3 separate regions of the Drosophila melanogaster genome follow, and regions 1 and 2 are each linked to region 3. The links are chromatin contacts, called in public Hi-C maps. All regions are on one chromosome and are shown on one strand. The core of a region is the stretch at or near the end of the contact, and the rest is flanking DNA. Distances in the headings are between cores, read along the strand shown.

Region 1 (3,373 bases), core at 254-2,753, 150 kb after region 3:
AATCCAAATGTAATACAATCGCTTGACCAGTTTCTGGAACTCGGGCGGTATCTCCACCTCGAAGTCCTGGTAGAAGCACGGCTTTACACAAAAGTTATCCGGCAGCGGTGGCCAGTTGTTCAGCTGCGGCACATTGCCCTGTAGCTGCTGCTCGCGGCGGTCCAGTTCGGCGGCCTTGCGGTCCAACTCCTCCTGCCGGCGCTGGATACAATGAAAATCATATGATTATCGACTGTTTTATATATACATTTTGTATGACTTAATAAATTGGCCGTATATGGTAAATACTTTAAATCTTATTCATTTACATATTTGGGAAAACAAAGGCGAAATTCAATGATAGGAATTCACATCCAAATCTTGAGTTTGTTAAACTTCTATCTTAACCTCAGGCATTTGGCCTATCTATAGGAAATATTCTGTACAAGAATAAAGTGCAAACTTAAGCCTCCAAATCATATGTATTTAGATCTACTAACTAGTATTTCTTGAATTATTGTGTAGGGCCGAAGAAGCCAAGTAAATCAAGAGAAACCGCAGTTTGCACAGTGAAGACTCGGCGCGGCAGCCGCTTCTAGTCTCAACCAGATAAATGCTCCAAAGCGGATATATCGTTGGCAGATCGAGATAAGCCCGCTTATCTTTCTGACTCTTGATGGAGAGTAAAATGTGATATGCCTGCCCTAATCCCGGCACTCTAGCAAAGTGATTACTGTACAGACTTTTAGGGCAAACTTTTAGTGTAACTGTGTGGTGTGGTCCATTTCGATTGTTTCCGAGTATTTGGATGTACATATGCGGTTTTTGGAGTATTGCGGATGTGGCCATGCCGGCACAGCACACCGCAGAGTGCTCACTGTTGTGTGGGCGGTAACGCGAGACGACCGGCCAAGTGGGTTACCTGCAGCTCCTCCGAGGTGATCTGTATGCTGGTGCTAGGCGCCGAGGCGCCCAGGGAACTGGTCTGCGGGGGCGGAATGTTCTGCGATAGCGGCTGGACCACCGCCGCCGTGTTCGTTGAGTTGATCTGCAGCTGCGGCTTGGCCTGCTCCTCGAATGGATTGTAATCCTCAAGAGAGACAAGGGCGGCGCCGCTCTGGAGTCGTCGTGCCTGCTGGATGGCGGGGTCCTGCGGGGGAAAACCGGGAAATCCCAATCAGAAACCAATTCATTCAACATATGTGACGAATGCACCCAACACACACACACACTACACTCACAGGCACGCACACCAACACCCCACCTTTGCGTACGTGTGCGTGTGTGTGCGATGGGTTTTTTCTTCGGCTTCCGCGCTCTCTCTCCTAGCTCTTCTATCGCCTCACCGCAAACGGATTGTCCAGATTGGGCTCCCCGAAGGGATTCTCGTCGAGACCGGAGCCGGACATGGGAATTCTACTTTGGATACGGCTGTTCAATGACCAGAAAAACGCACTGACTCGCACTTTGCTTTTCGCTGTGTATATTTTCCCTAAGACTCTGCTCAGTTATCGATGTCGGTTTTAGTGATGGTTCAGCATCGATAAGCTTTCGTTGGGAATCAAAGTGTAGGCCTCAAATATCGAAAGAATTACTTTAAAGAATTAATGTTATTTGAATTACATATTAAATTCATTTTGGCAGAAAAACTTATTATTTAACACATTTAACATTAATCTAGAATTCTGAAAAATGTGAATAACTGGTATACAATGGTCTGATTTTTTAGGACCTATTAATACATTTTATTAAAATGATAGCAAAAAGAAAAGATTCTATATACAATTGGATGTAAACCAGCAGTTATCATATGAATTTTAAATTTAAATGGCAACAATCGTGCCAATCGGAACTGCTCCAGCTGAACCAGCTGCGTGGAACCAGTTCCCATCCCTGGGGCCGCCATTCCGCAATTGGAATTCTAGTGTCTTGGGTTGCGATTCGATTCATTTACCGCTGCCCGCGTCTCCAATTCGGTTGTGTGCGATTCTGTCTGCTCCGCATCCAAGTCAAACATCCAATCCTTGCAAGAATGTCGAAGCCCAGCTACAAAGTCGGTGAGTTGCGTTATAAATAAACCCAAACGGATGGCAAACTCTCGAATCGAATCTCCGGCCGGCAACAGGCGACATGTGCGGGTGAATTGCATCTATTCATGAGCACATGTTTCTGAGGTTAAAAGAGAGACAAAACAGAGGAGAGCACGTTGTTGCTGGGGCAAAAAACGTAGAAATTCAGACCGTATGGTGTATAAATCAACAGTGCCTGCTTATCTGACCCTATCTCCCTTTTATATCCCACTCGACAGCCGATATCAGTCTGGCGGAATGGGGACGCAAGGCGATCATTATTGCGGAGAACGAGATGCCCGGTCTGATGGCCTGCAGGAAGAAGTACGGCCCATCTAAGCCCCTCAAGGGCGCCCGCATCACCGGCTGCCTGCACATGACCGTCCAGACCGCCGTGCTCATCGAGACCCTCGTCGAACTGGGCGCTCAGGTGGGTTCAGTGCCTCTTTGGCGCTCTAAATGATTTTATGCATCGTACCACCATTCGAATTGTATGCCCAACTGTAGGTCTGAACAGTCGGGATAATACACAAAGATAGCATCATTTCAATACTAAAAACCATTTCAAAAACCATAAAACCGACCAAAATTCCGTAAGGAAATTGTAAATTAGGTAGAAAGATAGGTATCTCCAAGCATTGTCCAAGGGCTGGTCCCTTATCACCTTTGGTTTACGCACCAATTTGAATAACAAAACTTTCGTTTAACAGCAGGGGGGCAAGTTCAAGGCGCCCAAGATAAGACCTCCAGATTGTTATTTCCTCTGACGCAGCACCATCTGCTTCAATCCTCGCACATGGCAACTATTTTCTGCCAAATGCTGATGTCCTGAAATACATAGATTTCCTGATATAGATCAATCCTATATGCAATGCAAATCAGTTTGCAAATATCTATATAATTTAGGTTCCTTCCCATCCACATCTCAACTTCAACGCATGAACTACATTTTCATTCTTTTATCCAGGTCCAATGGTCCAGCTGCAACATCTTCAGCACCCAGGATAATGCTGCCGCGGCCATCGCTGCCACCGGCGTGCCCGTGTACGCCTGGAAGGGTGAGACCGATGAGGAGTACATGTGGTGCATCGAGCAGACCTTGGTCTTCCCCGACGGCCAGCCCCTGAACATGATCCTGGACGATGGCGGCGATCTGACCAACCTGGTGCACGAAAAGTTCCCCCAGTATCTGAAAAACATCAAGGGCCTCAGCGAGGAGACGACCACCGGTGTCCACAACCTGTACAAGATGTTCAAGGAGGGTCGTCTTGGCGTACCGGCCATCAATGTCAACGATTCGGTGACCAAGAGCAAGTTTGACAATC
Region 2 (3,545 bases), core at 930-3,429, 200 kb after region 3:
TATCTTTCTCTATTCCTCCTTCGGTGACCGCTTTCTTAAAGTTATGCACGTACCGCCTTTGTGTGCCTTTGGGTACCGTGTTTTCCACATATTGATCGAACGTGTGCAAATAAAATACAATTTAAATATTTATTATCTTTGCAGTTCGTTAGCATCTTGTATCTGCTTAAGGCAGCGGTGTGTAGTTGGACCCACTCTCGTTCGCGGGGTACTTAACCTAGTTAATTCTACTGGGTATTACTTCAGAATGAATGTAAAACTATTTGTGGTATTTTTCCAAAACGATCAATGATCAATGGTCTTAAAATAGTAACTGTTATATCCCTGCATTGGTTAACCTTTTTTTATATGGTATATTATCAATATAACTAGCTATATATGAAGTTATATTGTTACAAGGACATTCCCAAAATCCCCCCAAGAGTTTACGCCTCTGTTTTTGTCTCAATATGGAGTACTCTCTATTATTTCCGCCACATAAATGGGCGTTTCTTCGACATATTGGCTCGCTGAAGAAAGCACAGTGACGTATTCATTGAAATACGAAGCAATCCGAAGATGAAACCGAAATGGCAGCGAGGAAGAATTTATTATACAATCGATTTAAACAATTGGCGCCACAAAGACGGTGACTTTTGTGTGGGATATGGGCAAGGGGGAGTGAGGCGTGGCAGGGTTGGTGGAGCTTTAGTTATTGCAACGGGTGGGGAGGGGGAGCGGGGGTTGTGTGTGTGGTGTACTGTACTTAACGCATGTTAACGCCACTGTTAACTTGCACGCCCGATTGATATGAACGTGGAACAAGGAAGCTAAGTACAAGGGTCCCCCCTTTGAACAATTCGCTTTGCACTCGCAACCGAACGAAATGCATTTGAAAAGCGTGCAGATGTGTGTGTGTGTATGTGTTTGTGTGTGTGTGTGTGTGCATCTGTGTACTGGTGTTGCGCATTGTTGTGCTGGCTGTTGTTACAGTTGCTTTTTTTTTTCCTCCCATTGCTGATAAAAGAAAAGCCCCCAAAACTAATTAACGCCTGCAACGTGTTTGCTGCCAGTATATAATGACATATACCTACATTTTGTACATACTTACATATATATCACCAAGCATTGATAGTGTTCCCCCTTTCCCCCTCGCCCTCCCCATACCCATACTCTTCCTGCCCAACCAAAAAGGTGCGAAAGAGATGGCCACTATGGGCTTGGGGTCTAGACGATTGTGTGTGCTGTGTGTATTTCTACCTTCATGGGTTGACTGTATTTTTATCTGCTAATTAAACACAGACGCTCGATTGCGCCAGTAACAAATACAACAGAAACAGTGAAAACAGCAACTGAAACAGAAACAGAAACCGAAACCGTACAGAAACACCAGTAACAACAGCCCGCTTAAAGTCAACGACGTGGCCATATGGAACCACTAGAGAACCGCATATACCATATACCATATAATACCATATATCATATACTACATAGATGATATAGCCGAAAATATACTCTGAATTACGGCGAGGCAGTTTGGAATTGTGCTTGCACAGCGAAAAGATGAAACTACATGCGTTGTCCGGGTGTCGTCTTTCTTCATCAAATCTCTTGGGAAAGCAAGGAAACGCGACTGGTCTATCTAAATGGCACGTAATGCCTATGTAGCCAGCTTTTTGTCGCATCCTGCCGTCCCTTTCTAAGCCAAACCTTTTTTCAACTACTCCCCCCCCCCCCTCCATGCAACGATACGCGGGCTTATTTGTTTTCTTTTAACAACTTGCTATCTCTATCTCTGGACTCTCCCAAAAGGAACTCAAATGAGGGGAGTCTTAGGAGAGCTCAGCCAATACAGTGTAGGGTCTTAAGCTAGGAAATATTGTCAATTGCAGCATGTTAAAGATGCTAATTCCACTTTATTATGAAATTTTGGTACGGGTTCAAAGTTGCTGATGAATAGAACTGGCTCTTTATTCAAAGCAATGCACGTTAGAAAGATTTTGGGAATTTCGGGTCTTGAGATTACGGTTTTCAAAGATCGTCATAGAGTTGTCGGACTGTAGGTGTATTTTAGACGGCGGTGCAGCGTCGCCAGAAGTGGCAGAGGGGCGGTAGGACGGTTTGGGGGCGGGGCAGCAGAGGCGGTACAGACGATTGAGGCGATCGGAGAGCGGCCAGCAGAGAGCATACATCACTGAGCGCTGAGAACAAACAAAATGAGCAAAATAAGCAAATAAAGCCGTCTCCAGCGGTACAACAACAATAGCGACAACAACACCATCGCACACACACACACACGCACACACATAAGCAATTCTTTAAACAACACAAAAAGAAAAAAAAAGAAAATAAATAAAAACAACAACAAACGTCGCTTAATTTCAAGTTAAATAGCCGACGCGCATTATTTGAGTTTTGAAATGGAGAGCAAGTCGAAGTTGCTGGCTACGTGTGCATATCGCCATACATATGTACACATACATACATATATCCGAATCCATGTACAAATGCCCATGTACCCACATCCATCCCACCGCCGAGTGAGGTTATGTACGGCTGTCATGATAAATGTCTTACCATTTTATCCATTAACCCCGTCGCTGCTATCTCCCCACCCAGCGCGGTCTTTATCTCTGATTTTATACCTTTCAAATGAATCAGAGTTATGAATCATAGTCGCGATTGGTCGGGTTCATCAACTCAATGGCTATGTCCTTTGAACTGTTTTTAAACTGGGATCCAAACTCACCAAACTCATCAAAGTCTTGCTTTCATCACGCAGTTTTAAAGTATATCTAATGGGATCAGTATGACCATAGTTGCTAAGCAATAAAAATATAATTCAAACGCAAAAACGCTAATCATTCATTTAATGATGTGAAACTCTAACGTGACGTGCTGGAATTCGATAAAGCAAGTAACTGTGTAATAGGTATGCTTTTGATATGCTGGTAATATGTTTTTGATGGGTACCAGATAATAAAATTGATATTAAAGCTTGGTAATAATAATTTGTTATATTATATAATATAGATTAGCGTAGCTCGACTTTAGAGAATCCTTTACACATAACACATATAACCAAATATATAGTTAGAAACTAGAACTTCAAACGGTTTTAATAGTTCCCACTTAGCCTGAGTTCGTTTCAAAGATATGATGATCCTTATTCGCGCCATCTGTCGTCTCTTTCGCTCGCTCTTTCCCCACCGATGGCGCTTCGTGCTGCGCTTCGTGTGCTCGGCTCGACGACTTCGGCACTGGCTTCGTGTGCGGCTTCGGCTGCAGTTCCGTCGCATGCGATCGCCGCCGGTCGCTATTTCCACCGGCGCACTGCACGCAACAATCACTCGTCGATCGCTCGCTCAGCGGATCGGACGTACCGGTATTATCGCTCCTCCGTTGCCTCGGTCGCAATCGCTGCTCGCGTCGGTGCGGCGTTGCCACCCCCTCGAAACCGAAAACCCATTATAAAGTTTGAAACATATATATCCTAAACAGAACAATAAGTTTAACTAATTTTTTTTTGTATCGCTGCCTTAAAATTGTATCGCGTAATTAAGTGA
Region 3 (3,312 bases), core at 714-3,213:
TCGTCGTCATAAGGAGGCTAGAATGTGGCTCAATGACCTGCAGAATAACGAATTTGGTCCCGAGGCCGTCAAGGACAGCGAAAGAAAGCGTTTCCTTAGGGAGCAGATCATGGAAATACAGATGCTACATCTGCGTTTGTCCTTTTTAGTATTTGGCGAAGTTGAATTCTATACTGGATTCAAAAAGATCAAGCTACATGAACTGCTCGAGAATGGACTCGAAGAGTTTCCACGAAATATGGTGTTTCTACAGCTGTGGGCCAGCTTAAAATCGATTATGTGGCACAAGCAGCGTAGCCGGCTCATACGCACCAAAGCCGGCATCGCTTCACTGGCGCACTTGGTCGTTGCGATTCACAATCGCTTTGGAATCGTAGATACCAACGATAAGTTTTCAAAGGAAGCCACAAGGAAGATGGTGTGCAATCGTTTGGTCAGCATTGTCGAGACTTTTCTCCCGACCAATTTAGATCGTTTGGATGTGGAGGAAGAGCATTATCGCATACTGCGCAGGAACTCCATCTATTGGCGCTTGTACATGATTGCCCTATCCAAAACGAATGCCTCGTTTAGGCGCAGCAAAGAAGTCCTTATAATGGCCATGGACGAGTGTCCCTGGGACAAGTCACTACTGATGGAAGGCGCCAAGGTTTTGCCAGTGAAACTAGCATCGCTACAGGACCTGATGACCGAAAAAGAGATTCGCATTTTCGCTATGCCCGAGGAAGTGGACGTCTTGAGGGGCTTTTAAGTCGCTTTGGTTTTATTCGTTTGTTTTGAGGTTATTTGCCATTCGGGCGACTCGATAAGTTCGCATCATAAATATATTTATTTCTTCAAACAATCTAGTTCTGAAGTTTGCTTCAACTTTAAGTTAACTGGCGAAATTGCGATAAGCTGTTTGCAGTTATATGCGTACATGCATATTTTACTACATATATCCTAAATCGCTTATCAGAATTGGCTCACTAACAAATTCAGAATTAGCGATTTTGCTACTCAAAAATACTCGCCGTTCGATTATGTTAAAAAAAAATTCCAACACTTTATCGCTCGTTGCTGTGCAAGGAAACCAGAGTCGCATATCGAATGTCGGAGATTAGTCCAACTTCATCTTCTGGCCAATCCGCTCCCCCCGAATCCAGCATTTTCTTGTGTTTATTATTTTGATTGTGTTTATCGCAAGATAACCGAACAAAACTCATAAGCCAAAACAGCGCCGAAAGAATCACTGCGCACCTGAGGTCGCAATTGTAGCACCTGGAAGCTGTGAGACGAACTAAATACAACATATTTGTTATGTCATTTTCATATCGCTGAAATGAAACATATATTGCAAATAGCTTATTTTTATATTACTGAAATTTAAAATATATTGCAAATAGTTTATGGTTCTGTTTATTTAAATTTATTAAATCATTTAAATATGCAAAAGAAATTAAGAAGTTTTCTACATTTGTAAATTACAAATAAAAATATTTATATTCCTATTTAGCTATGAGTAGTTTTAACAGCTAACTTGTTAAATATTGATAAATTTAGATTTAATATGTACACATTAAAGGATTTGTATTAAATGACATGAATGATATTGACGATAAAATGATTGATATTTTGTATGCGATCTGTTTGTGTGACCGCAAGTGTGGTGGCCAAGTTGCGTGAGCGCGAGCGAGACGGCTGTGGCTGAGTGTTGACTCGTCTCGAATGTTGCGTATGCGCCCTGTCTGCCCAGCCACTTAAGACTCCTGTGCGTTACTGTTGCTCTTTGGAAAAGCGTGGAAATCGGGAGAGGAAACGCTGTGATTGGGCAGAGGGGTAGTGGGGATGAAAAGCTCCGCTCGCCGAAACGCATCGAAAGCTGTCTGAGCGCGAGAGTCCTGGCTGCTGTCCATTCGCACGTCCGTCTGTTCGCCTGCTCGTCCACCCATCCGACATCTTTGGACCGGGCTTCATCGATGGCAGTCGGTCGGCATCTGTCCAAGTCCCACGACGCGTTGTCGCTCCGCATCGGCCGTTGCTGCAGTGGAAGCGGCCCGTTTGGCCAAGTGGCGTCTCCGTAGTCCCTAGTCTCATGGCGGCGGAGTCTCCTCTCAAGGTTTCCCAGGCACTCCAGACCGTTTCCAGTTCCTAGGTTAGTGCTAGAGCTCGGAATATCTGGCCAGTATCAGGCCAATCCATATATAATAATATATACATACATATATATATATATATGTATATATCGCTATAACGGCCGAGTGTTTTTTGTTCCATTTCGTTTCGATAGCGAGTGTAATTTTTTTGAGAGTGCTCCCCCGTTCTAAGTCGTGTGTGTGTGTGTGTTTCTCTTCCTGTTTGGGTGTGTGTGCTGCGATGTCTCTGTGTTGGTGTAGAGCAGAAGCAAGAAGAAGCAGCATTGTGTAAGACGCCAGCGTCAAGTTCGTAGACTAAACACCAACCTTCTTTTGCGGCTCTACTCTAGCAAAGGGGAAAAGCTTTTCAGAGAGGAAACTCAGAAAATGAGAAAACGATAGAGACAGAGAGCGCAGAGAGTCAATGTGCACTGCTAGAAAATGTGGGGAAAACCAGTTTGCGAGCATGCGATTCGTGACAGTTTGCATATTTTTTAAGCATCTTTATCTCAGATTTCCAAATCTATAACTCAAATATTACTAAATTTATTACAGATAAGTGTAATCAAAATAATTGATAGCTTATTATTATTATTATATAATGCTTCCTTGGAGATTGTTATAAACAGAGGAGATTCAAGTGATTTTTTGTGCAAAACTCTAGTTTTAGCAACGTTTTCTTTTTTCCCGGTGTACTGGGTGAGCATGAACTCGCCGAGGGTTTCCCGGCCGGAAACCTTAGTCAAGGTCTCGCCAGCTTTCCAACGCAGGTTGTTGCTGCGCTCTCGCTCACACTCGCTGCTGGTGGGCGTTTGGCCAATCGCCATCTCTGTCGCACCGCTGTCGGTGACGAGCGAAGCTTTTATTGTATATTTCATCTTTCACGCTCTTTTCCCTGCCATTTCTGCTTCTTTGGGGCAGCGGCACCTAGAGCGGGAGCGGGAGCGGAGTGGAGCGTGAGTGGAGCGTTAGCTTTCCGGGCAGCTGATTCGCGCTCGGCTCGGCTCTCCGCTGCCGTTGCCGCTGCCGCCGTCGCTGCTCCGCTCGTCGTCTGGCTGATTAGTTTAGTTTGTGATTTCAATATATGTAATTAATTTTTGTTTCTGTAGCGGTACGGACGGACGCGTCGCGACGTTCGCTTGGTCCGCTTGGTGTTCGTTCGGTTCGCTTGGAGCTTGGAGTTCGAATTCGGTTCGCC

What was found. A called contact is a pair of places that touch in the nucleus more often than the background predicts.
Region 1: a Hi-C map of the Kc167 cell line shows a contact between it and region 3, with 4 times the contacts expected there. The contact joins the promoter of Scamp here to the promoter of gce in region 3. A contact is called at or near these places in 4 of 107 Hi-C or Micro-C datasets (the Kc167 cell line, the S2 cell line and embryo) and 1 of 6 datasets of contacts at active chromatin or transcription factors (the Kc167 cell line).
Region 2: a Hi-C map of the Kc167 cell line shows a contact between it and region 3, with 6 times the contacts expected there. The contact joins the promoter of lncRNA:CR44888 here to the promoter of gce in region 3. A contact is called at or near these places in 3 of 107 Hi-C or Micro-C datasets (the D17-c3 cell line, the Kc167 cell line and the OSC cell line).

What each region holds. Positions count from the first base shown.
Region 1 is chrX:15,448,380-15,451,752 of dm6, forward strand. It overlaps Scamp (scamp,), which reads right to left and starts at 1,504. Exons shown (of 5, transcript NM_167442.2): 1 at 1,326-1,504; 2 at 480-1,129; 3 at 1-201. The coding sequence starts at 1,388. The coding sequence ends at 854. Ahcy (Adenosylhomocysteinase) reads left to right here and starts at 1,882. Exons shown (of 3, transcript NM_001298339.1): 1 at 1,882-2,036; 2 at 2,288-2,478; 3 at 3,016-3,373. The coding sequence starts at 2,012.
Region 2 is chrX:15,495,683-15,499,227 of dm6, forward strand. It overlaps lncRNA:CR44888 (long non-coding RNA:CR44888), which reads right to left and starts at 2,180. Exons shown (of 1, transcript NR_123918.1): 1 at 1,841-2,180. The region is part of intron 2 of Gmap (Golgi microtubule-associated protein); the gene reads left to right.
Region 3 is chrX:15,295,803-15,299,114 of dm6, forward strand. It overlaps gce (germ cell-expressed bHLH-PAS), which reads left to right and starts at 1,964. Exons shown (of 10, transcript NM_001272637.2): 1 at 1,964-2,134. It overlaps CG5877, which reads left to right. Exons shown (of 2, transcript NM_132786.4): 2 at 1-1,367. The coding sequence ends at 751. It also overlaps asRNA:CR44429.